Linked DNA regions of Mus musculus: region 1 is linked to region 2. A link is a contact called in public HiCAR-type data. All regions are on one chromosome and are shown on one strand. The core of a region is the stretch at or near the end of the contact, and the rest is flanking DNA. Distances in the headings are between cores, read along the strand shown.

What was found. HiCAR-type assays count read pairs that join an accessible place to other places.
Region 1: a HiCAR-type map of astrocytes shows a contact between it and region 2, with 2.6 times the contacts expected there. The contact joins the promoter of Ube2b here to the promoter of Mapk9 in region 2. A contact is called at or near these places in 4 of 39 promoter capture datasets (liver, pre-B cells and stem cell-derived epiblast-like cells) and 1 of 115 datasets of contacts at active chromatin or transcription factors (astrocytes).

What each region holds. Positions count from the first base shown.
Region 1 is chr11:51,998,427-52,001,973 of GRCm38.p6, reverse strand. Ube2b (ubiquitin-conjugating enzyme E2B) reads left to right here and starts at 1,483. Exons shown (of 6, transcript NM_009458.5): 1 at 1,483-1,681. The coding sequence starts at 1,638. It also overlaps a transcript of Cdkl3 not described here.
Region 2 is chr11:49,845,145-49,848,236 of GRCm38.p6, reverse strand. Mapk9 (mitogen-activated protein kinase 9) reads right to left here and starts at 1,486. Exons shown (of 12, transcript NM_207692.2): 1 at 1,262-1,486. It overlaps Gm36507 (a long non-coding RNA gene), which reads left to right and starts at 1,940. Exons shown (of 4, transcript XR_003949545.1): 1 at 1,940-2,022.

The sequences.
Region 1 (3,547 bases), core at 234-2,733, 2.2 Mb before region 2:
TGGCGGGGAGGGATGAGACGCTCAGGCTGCCTAGGGTGGCTACCATCCTGCTTCACTGAGGCTAGCCTTATACTCCTGATCCTTTCCACTCTCCGAATGGTGGGATTGGCAGGATGCACCAAGACGCTGGGTTCTCAAGGTCATTTTAAATCAAGAGAATTGTTTGAAGGAAGAAGGGATAAGGACAGTGAAAAAGGTTAACCCTTCCTGGTTTCATGGAACCATGTGAAAGAGTGAGCAGTGGAGTCTCATGCGCTTCCCCCTTCTTGAGTTAAAGAATTCCGCATCTACTACACTGTTCCGGTCCCTAGAACTAACAAATCCCCAATACAGGGCTAGAAGCTGAGCACGGAAATTCCAGGAGCCAGCTGGGGGCTGTGGTGGTCAATGCTTCGGGAATCGGCTATGAATCAACCCCCCACACCGCACTTCCGGTCCATTTGGTCCCTCTTTGCTATTGTATAAAGCTTGTAATGAGTTACCTCAGAGTCGAGCTCTAACTCCCACCCATGTCTGCAGGATCTCTCCCCTGATCTGAATCATTTTTGTAGGTTTCTTTGACAACCAGCAGCATTGATATGCTCTAAAATCACACCCACTCACTTCTTGAAAAACACAATTGTGCCCCACCGCAGGCAAATTCACAGATTCCAATTCAAAGACTCCATAGATGGAGTCTTTAAGGTTTGGGCAATCTATTCCACTCTCATTTCTGTATAAATTCTAAGTATGGAAATTCCATTAGCAGGAACAGGCTATTGATGCAAATGCCCTTAATCCCATCTCATTTGCACCGACCTAGCATTCAAAGCCGTTCATTACAAGGCTTTGCCACACTTTCAGTACCTGTCCCACGTACCAGAGTTGCTAAGCCACTTGAAACACAGAATTAAGTCCAGATTTTTTTTTTGTTGTTCCGTTTTAAAAGACTCAGAATGCAAGCGGCTCCTTCCACAATGTCTCCTTTTGCAAAGCCCCAGTACTTTGGGACCAAAAGAATAATGTATGACTAGAGGTGTCAACTCCTTATACTCAAGGACCTGCTTTGTTAGACCTGAAACCAGAGCCAGGCTAGGCCATCACGTGACCTGCTCTGATGGCGTCACAGGCACACGTGGTTCTAGATACTTCGCTCCCTCCCCCTCAGGGGTGGATTGTTGACAGCGGCGCTGGCGGTCACGTGACTTGACGTCACCCCCCCCCCCACCTCCTCTCCTCCGAAATCTCAGGCTCCGGATGCACCACTCTCTCCCCGTCCGGCCGAACTTGAAACTAGCGACGGGGGGAGCGAGGCGAGGTAGCGTGTGGGCTCCGAGGGCGTTGGGCCGGGCCGTGTTCAGCGTGAGCACGGAGCGGATCCTCCGTAGTTGCCCGCAAGCAACAAGCCCGGAAGGCCGCCTTCTGCCCCTCCGGTGCGGCGCGCGCGCCCGCTCGCCCCGCCCCCTCTCCCCCCTCCCGCGGTGGTACTGGCGGAGGGCGGAGGGATCTGGAGGCGGCGGAGGGAGACGTCATTGCAGGGTTGTTTGTGCAGTCTCGGTGGCGGCGGCGACCCACAGTGATTCGGCCGCTGCGCCGGGGGGTGGGGGGGCTGAACGGGACTCTTTTCTTTCAGACTGACCGCGGGGCAGCTGCGGAGCATGTCGACCCCGGCCCGTAGGAGGCTCATGCGGGATTTCAAGCGGTAAGGGCCCTCGTCTTAGCCCAATATGACGGCCTCTTCCCGAAGCCATGGACTGTAGGGCGGGGATTCCGGATATCTTCCTCCTGGTGACCCTGAGGAGGCGGGCAGTGGGCCTGCGGGACCCACGGCAGTCCCGGCTTCCCGGTGGCTCTTACTCCCTCGCTTCATACCTCCCTCTGTCTGGAGTAAAGATGGTCGGTACTACAGCCTCCTGCCCTTCCCCCCCAAAAGTAGGAAGGTGGCCATCGCTGGGCCTAGGTGTCCCAGAGGCCCACCTAGGGCAGATGCAGACGCTTCACCTCCCGCCTCTGCACCCTGCAGTGTCCCCTCCCCAGGTGGTGCGAGTGAGCTGCTCCTGAGGCTCCGGCCTCGCCTGGCGGACCAGTCCAGCTTTGTTACAGGGCCCCGTGATCTCCTGTTGGTAGTGAGAGGTTGGGGTGAATACTGCCCCAAATCTCTCCCTTTCTGCAGTGGTGAGGGTGGGGTCTGCTGCGCGAGGTCCGGAGGTGGTTAGCCCATCCCCCGAAACCCGATCTGCCCCCGCCCACCTGGAAGGACCTTGAGAACTGGCTCGGGAAACCTGGGCCTGGAGCTAGCCACTTGGCCTGCCAGTGCCTTCTGGAACTAAGATCTGGCCGCGGAATAAAAGCCTATCTATAGCCTCCCCAGCCTGGAAAAATGCCTTCCGTCAGACTGGAGCTAATCTGATACTCCACCTGGGCCTCCTTTTGGAAAATAGGGGTTTATAGGAAATGTGGGGCTTGAAGGAAGAAGATGACCTCTCCCAGTTGTTTACCTCTCCTTGGAAACGTACAAGTGCAGAAACAGTAGACTAGATACTAGTTTTCTTTCTGGGCAGACCCGCTGTGATTGAGACAAATCTGTAATATAAAAACTTAGATTTGCCTCTCAGGAAGCAACTGCTCAACTTTCCCATTATAAAGCCCTTTATGAGAGAGAGAGAAAAAAAAGCCCTTTATGAGGCATTTGGAAGCTATTGTCTTGGGACCTGGACAACTTCATCATTTAATTCGTTGCTGATTTTAGCCACACAATTGAGGAATGAAGCAGTAAATTCGTCCCTCTCAGTCCTGTTAGTGACCTAATCTGCTTGAGGTTGACCAGTTTGCCAAGTGTCCACTTAAAAATCACAACATACTTTGTGAGATGGACAGGTTTTTGTTGTTGTTTGTTTGCTTGCTTTTTTTTTGTTTGTTTTTTGTTTTTCAAGACAGGGTTTCTTTCTCTGTGTAGCCCTGGCTGTCCTGAAACTCACTCTGTAGACCAGGCTGGCTCGAACTCAGAAATCCCCTTGCCTCTGTCCCCTAAATGCTGGGATTAAAGGCGTGCGCCACTACTGCCAGGCTGTTTTTTTTTTTTTTTTTTTTTTATTAATGATCTGCCAGACAAAGAGATGTCCTTTTTGGTGCAAAAGTCACCCAATGCTTGAAGTCACTATATTTGATTAGCTCTGTAACTGATACACAAATAAAACTTTCCATTATGGATAATACATTATCTATTATTATTTATCTCTTGTTCATTTTTGCAATTTCTGTACTTGACTCCCAGTTGAGTACAAGGTGCCTTTGGTGGTTTTCCAAGGATCTTGAGGTTACATGAAATTGCTGATGATGTCTGTTGAAAGCATTGTATGGAGGCCTGAGGTATATTTGGCCTGAGAGCAGAGTTTTTAAAATAGAGCCTGCTGGAAAAGCTAGCTGGAGCTTCTGACTACTTTAGAAAGGCACTGTTTGAAGCACAGGCCATGAAGTAAGACTTGCTTTCTAGTTAAATTGAGGTTTTTTGTTTTTTTAAGTCATTTAGTGTATAGAGATTTCCTACATTTTTGTGTTGTGTAGTGTC
Region 2 (3,092 bases), core at 237-2,736:
CCCTGTTGCTATCTCCTTTGTGTCCCCAGAGCCCAGCAGAAAGCATGACCTAGATAATACAGAATCCAGTAGATAACTCCTGAATGTGTGGAAGGAAGCCAGAGCAAAACTCTTACCAAAACGTATTTTTTTTATCACAAATTGTTCTGACAGCTACTAGAAAGAGATTAAAAACATGAAAATATTTCACAAAGTGAGAATCAGCGTCTGTTTGCTTACAAGTTTCACAAGTTAAAGTCACCAACAAAATGGACAAAGCAGAGATAATAATAGGCAGGGATGGTCTTACTGTTCATTCACTGATCTGACTTTACAGATGAAACAACTACCTGTACTCACCATGCTATACAAAAAGGACGGGGCAATAAATCAGATAGCATCAATCCAGAGTAGGTACTGGATGGAAAATTAAAGAAACTGATGAGCGAGAATGACTAAGCGAGGGAAAAGGGTGGTCAAGCTAGGTAGGCCTCGCCTATAACAAGACACTGAACCACAGGAGGAAGCGATGTGAGAGAAGACAGCTGGGTAAAAATCTTATAGACAACTCTGAACATAGAGAAATCGAAGTGCAAAGGTCCTGAGGTAAATAAATGATTTTGGCATGCCCAAGGCAGGTGAGCTTAGGATAGGAGAGCAGAGATCTGCTTCTGTTAAGAGGGGAAGGAGTGGCGGAGGAGGTGGGCAGGGCCCACTCTGGCTTTGCTGGGCACTGAAGATGAATGACAAGGCTCGGGAGGGGGGGCAGAAGTGGGGGAGGACTCTAAGCGGATGAGGGGGAGTTCCTACGACACTCACATCAGCAAGGGAGCATTTATTTACCCACTCAGATGCTCTCAAATGTGCGCCTTAGGCTTCTCTGCCCTAACGCTTTGAGACAGTTACACTGCCCGTTAACAACCCCGACCAAACCCTAGACATTCTACCATTACTCCCGAGGGGAAAGCAGAGGGCCAGTGAGGGTCGCAGTCACCGCCAAGGTCGCGGGGACCAGAGCTCAGGCTCCAGGGCATGCAGCGGGGTGCAGCGACGTGCCTCACAGCTGGAGGAAAGGCGCCCACAGATCCCTGCGGGCAGGTCTGCTGGGGCCCGGCCAGACAGCCGGCCTGCAGCCCTGGGGCTGCACACACCAGGCGGGAGAGAACGACCGCGGAACCGTGGATAGCCGGGCAGTACCGAGCAGTCCACCCCCTGAGCCCCGCACCCCAGGCCCTGCGTGGCCCGAGCAGCCCCGCCAGGCCTAGCCGCCCGCCCGGCTCACCTCGGCTCCGCGCCGCCGCGCCGGAGGCAGAGGGAGGGCACGCTGGCGGCGATGCGTTCTGGCGGCACCCAGCTCCACGACCTGGACCCGGTCGCCCCGCCCCGCTCTGCTCCGCCCCGTCGCCGTCGCAGTGGGTGTGAGGGGCGCGGGGCGCTGCGACCCTTCCGGTCCGGTTCCCTTCTGCTCCGCTGCTGCCACCGCCGCCGCCGCCGCCGCGGCGCTCAGTCTGACGGATTCTTAGGCCAGCCAATCAGAACTAGGATATCCAGACAGGCGGGACCAATTGAGACTGGGGGTGGGCAAGGCTGGGCAGTACGGGCGTGGCTGGAGGCTGGGTGTGGGCGGGGCCAGTGGCGCGCTCTGGATGCCCTAGTGCAGAGTGGCGCCCCCTAGGCGGCTCGCCGTCTGACCGTCTGCTTGCTGGAAGAGCGTCCGCCAGTGTGCACAGAGTTAGGGATCCAGGTCAAGCTAGGACCGTCTCCTGAGCCCGCCCTCCAGGGCCAGGAGACCCGCATGCGCCGGAGAGGGTGGGCCAAGGGGAGCCAGAGCCGGGGAGGGGCGAGGCGTGACTTTGCGACTACAGTGTAGGAGCCATTGTCAGGCCTCGGTTGTAGCAGGTGCAAATGGAGAGGCGACTTGGAAAAGGACTAAAGACAGCCGGGTTAGACAAGAGTTCTGGGCATGATCAAGGACTTGAAGCCTGGGAACCTGGAGTACAACGGCCCCGGAGGAAGAACCAGGACAAGCCGCGGGGCCTTGGGGTTTGTTTTTCACTAAGGCAGATGCCACACTGAATGGGATCATAACAGGGGTGCGGCCAGATGTCCAGAAGGTGGGGGTTGGGGAGACGGTGACCATGACCCTGATGAGTCAGTGACGGGTATAGCCTAAAGAGGCCTCTTATAAGAGACAAGTTTCTGCTTTGGTGTAGAGGGGTGAGGAGGGTGTCCGTCCAGTGCTGAAGGGCTTCTAGACAGTGGGTCTTTAACACTGCTGCTTTTGTTGACGCTTCTGCAGACCTCTGGCTCTCAAGTAGGTTCCAGAAGGTCTGAGGTGAATCAGATGTTTGGAAAACTCAGAATTTGGGATTCTGACTACTCTGTGTTTTGATAGAGAGGCTGCAAGTGAGACAGGGACGTTGAACACACTGAGGGAAGCTACGAACAGGTTAGGCTGAGGACTGGTCAATAAGGGATTGGAAAAATGGAGACAGTAGTTGACAAGTGGTGTCTATGGTGGTAGAGCTGTAGTCACAAGATGCCAAGGAGGAGCCAGGGAGAAGGACTCTGCGTATAGGAAGATCAAGAGACTAGGAGGCCCCATGAATCTCCGCAGAATTTGAAGAGAGCTGTGACTCTGGTTTCAAGCACTGAACTAGGGTGGTGGAGGCTCAGAGGAGCAGTAGGGTCGAGAAGGGGATCCAGACAATCACAGTGTCTCTGTCCTATTCTGCTTTTATATTGGTGTGACAAGGCACAATGACCAGAAAGCACTTCGGGGAGGAGAGGGTTTATTTTGGATTAGAACTCTGAGGTCACACTCCATCGTTAAAGGAAGTAGGAAACTCAAGGCAGGAACCAAAGCAGAGGAAGTGGGGGAACGCAGCTCACTAGGTCAGGGATGGAACTGCCTCCAGTGTGCTAGGCCCTCCCACATCAATCATTTGTGAAGAAAATGTCCCCACAAACTTTATTACAGACCAATCTTAGGGAGGCATTGTCTCAGTTAAAAGTCTCTCTTCCCAGATAGGACTAAATCGAGTTGACCAAGCCCAACTAGCAGAGTCCTCCTTTGGCCACCCCCATGCTGGCCACCAGGGGGAGTATGGTTT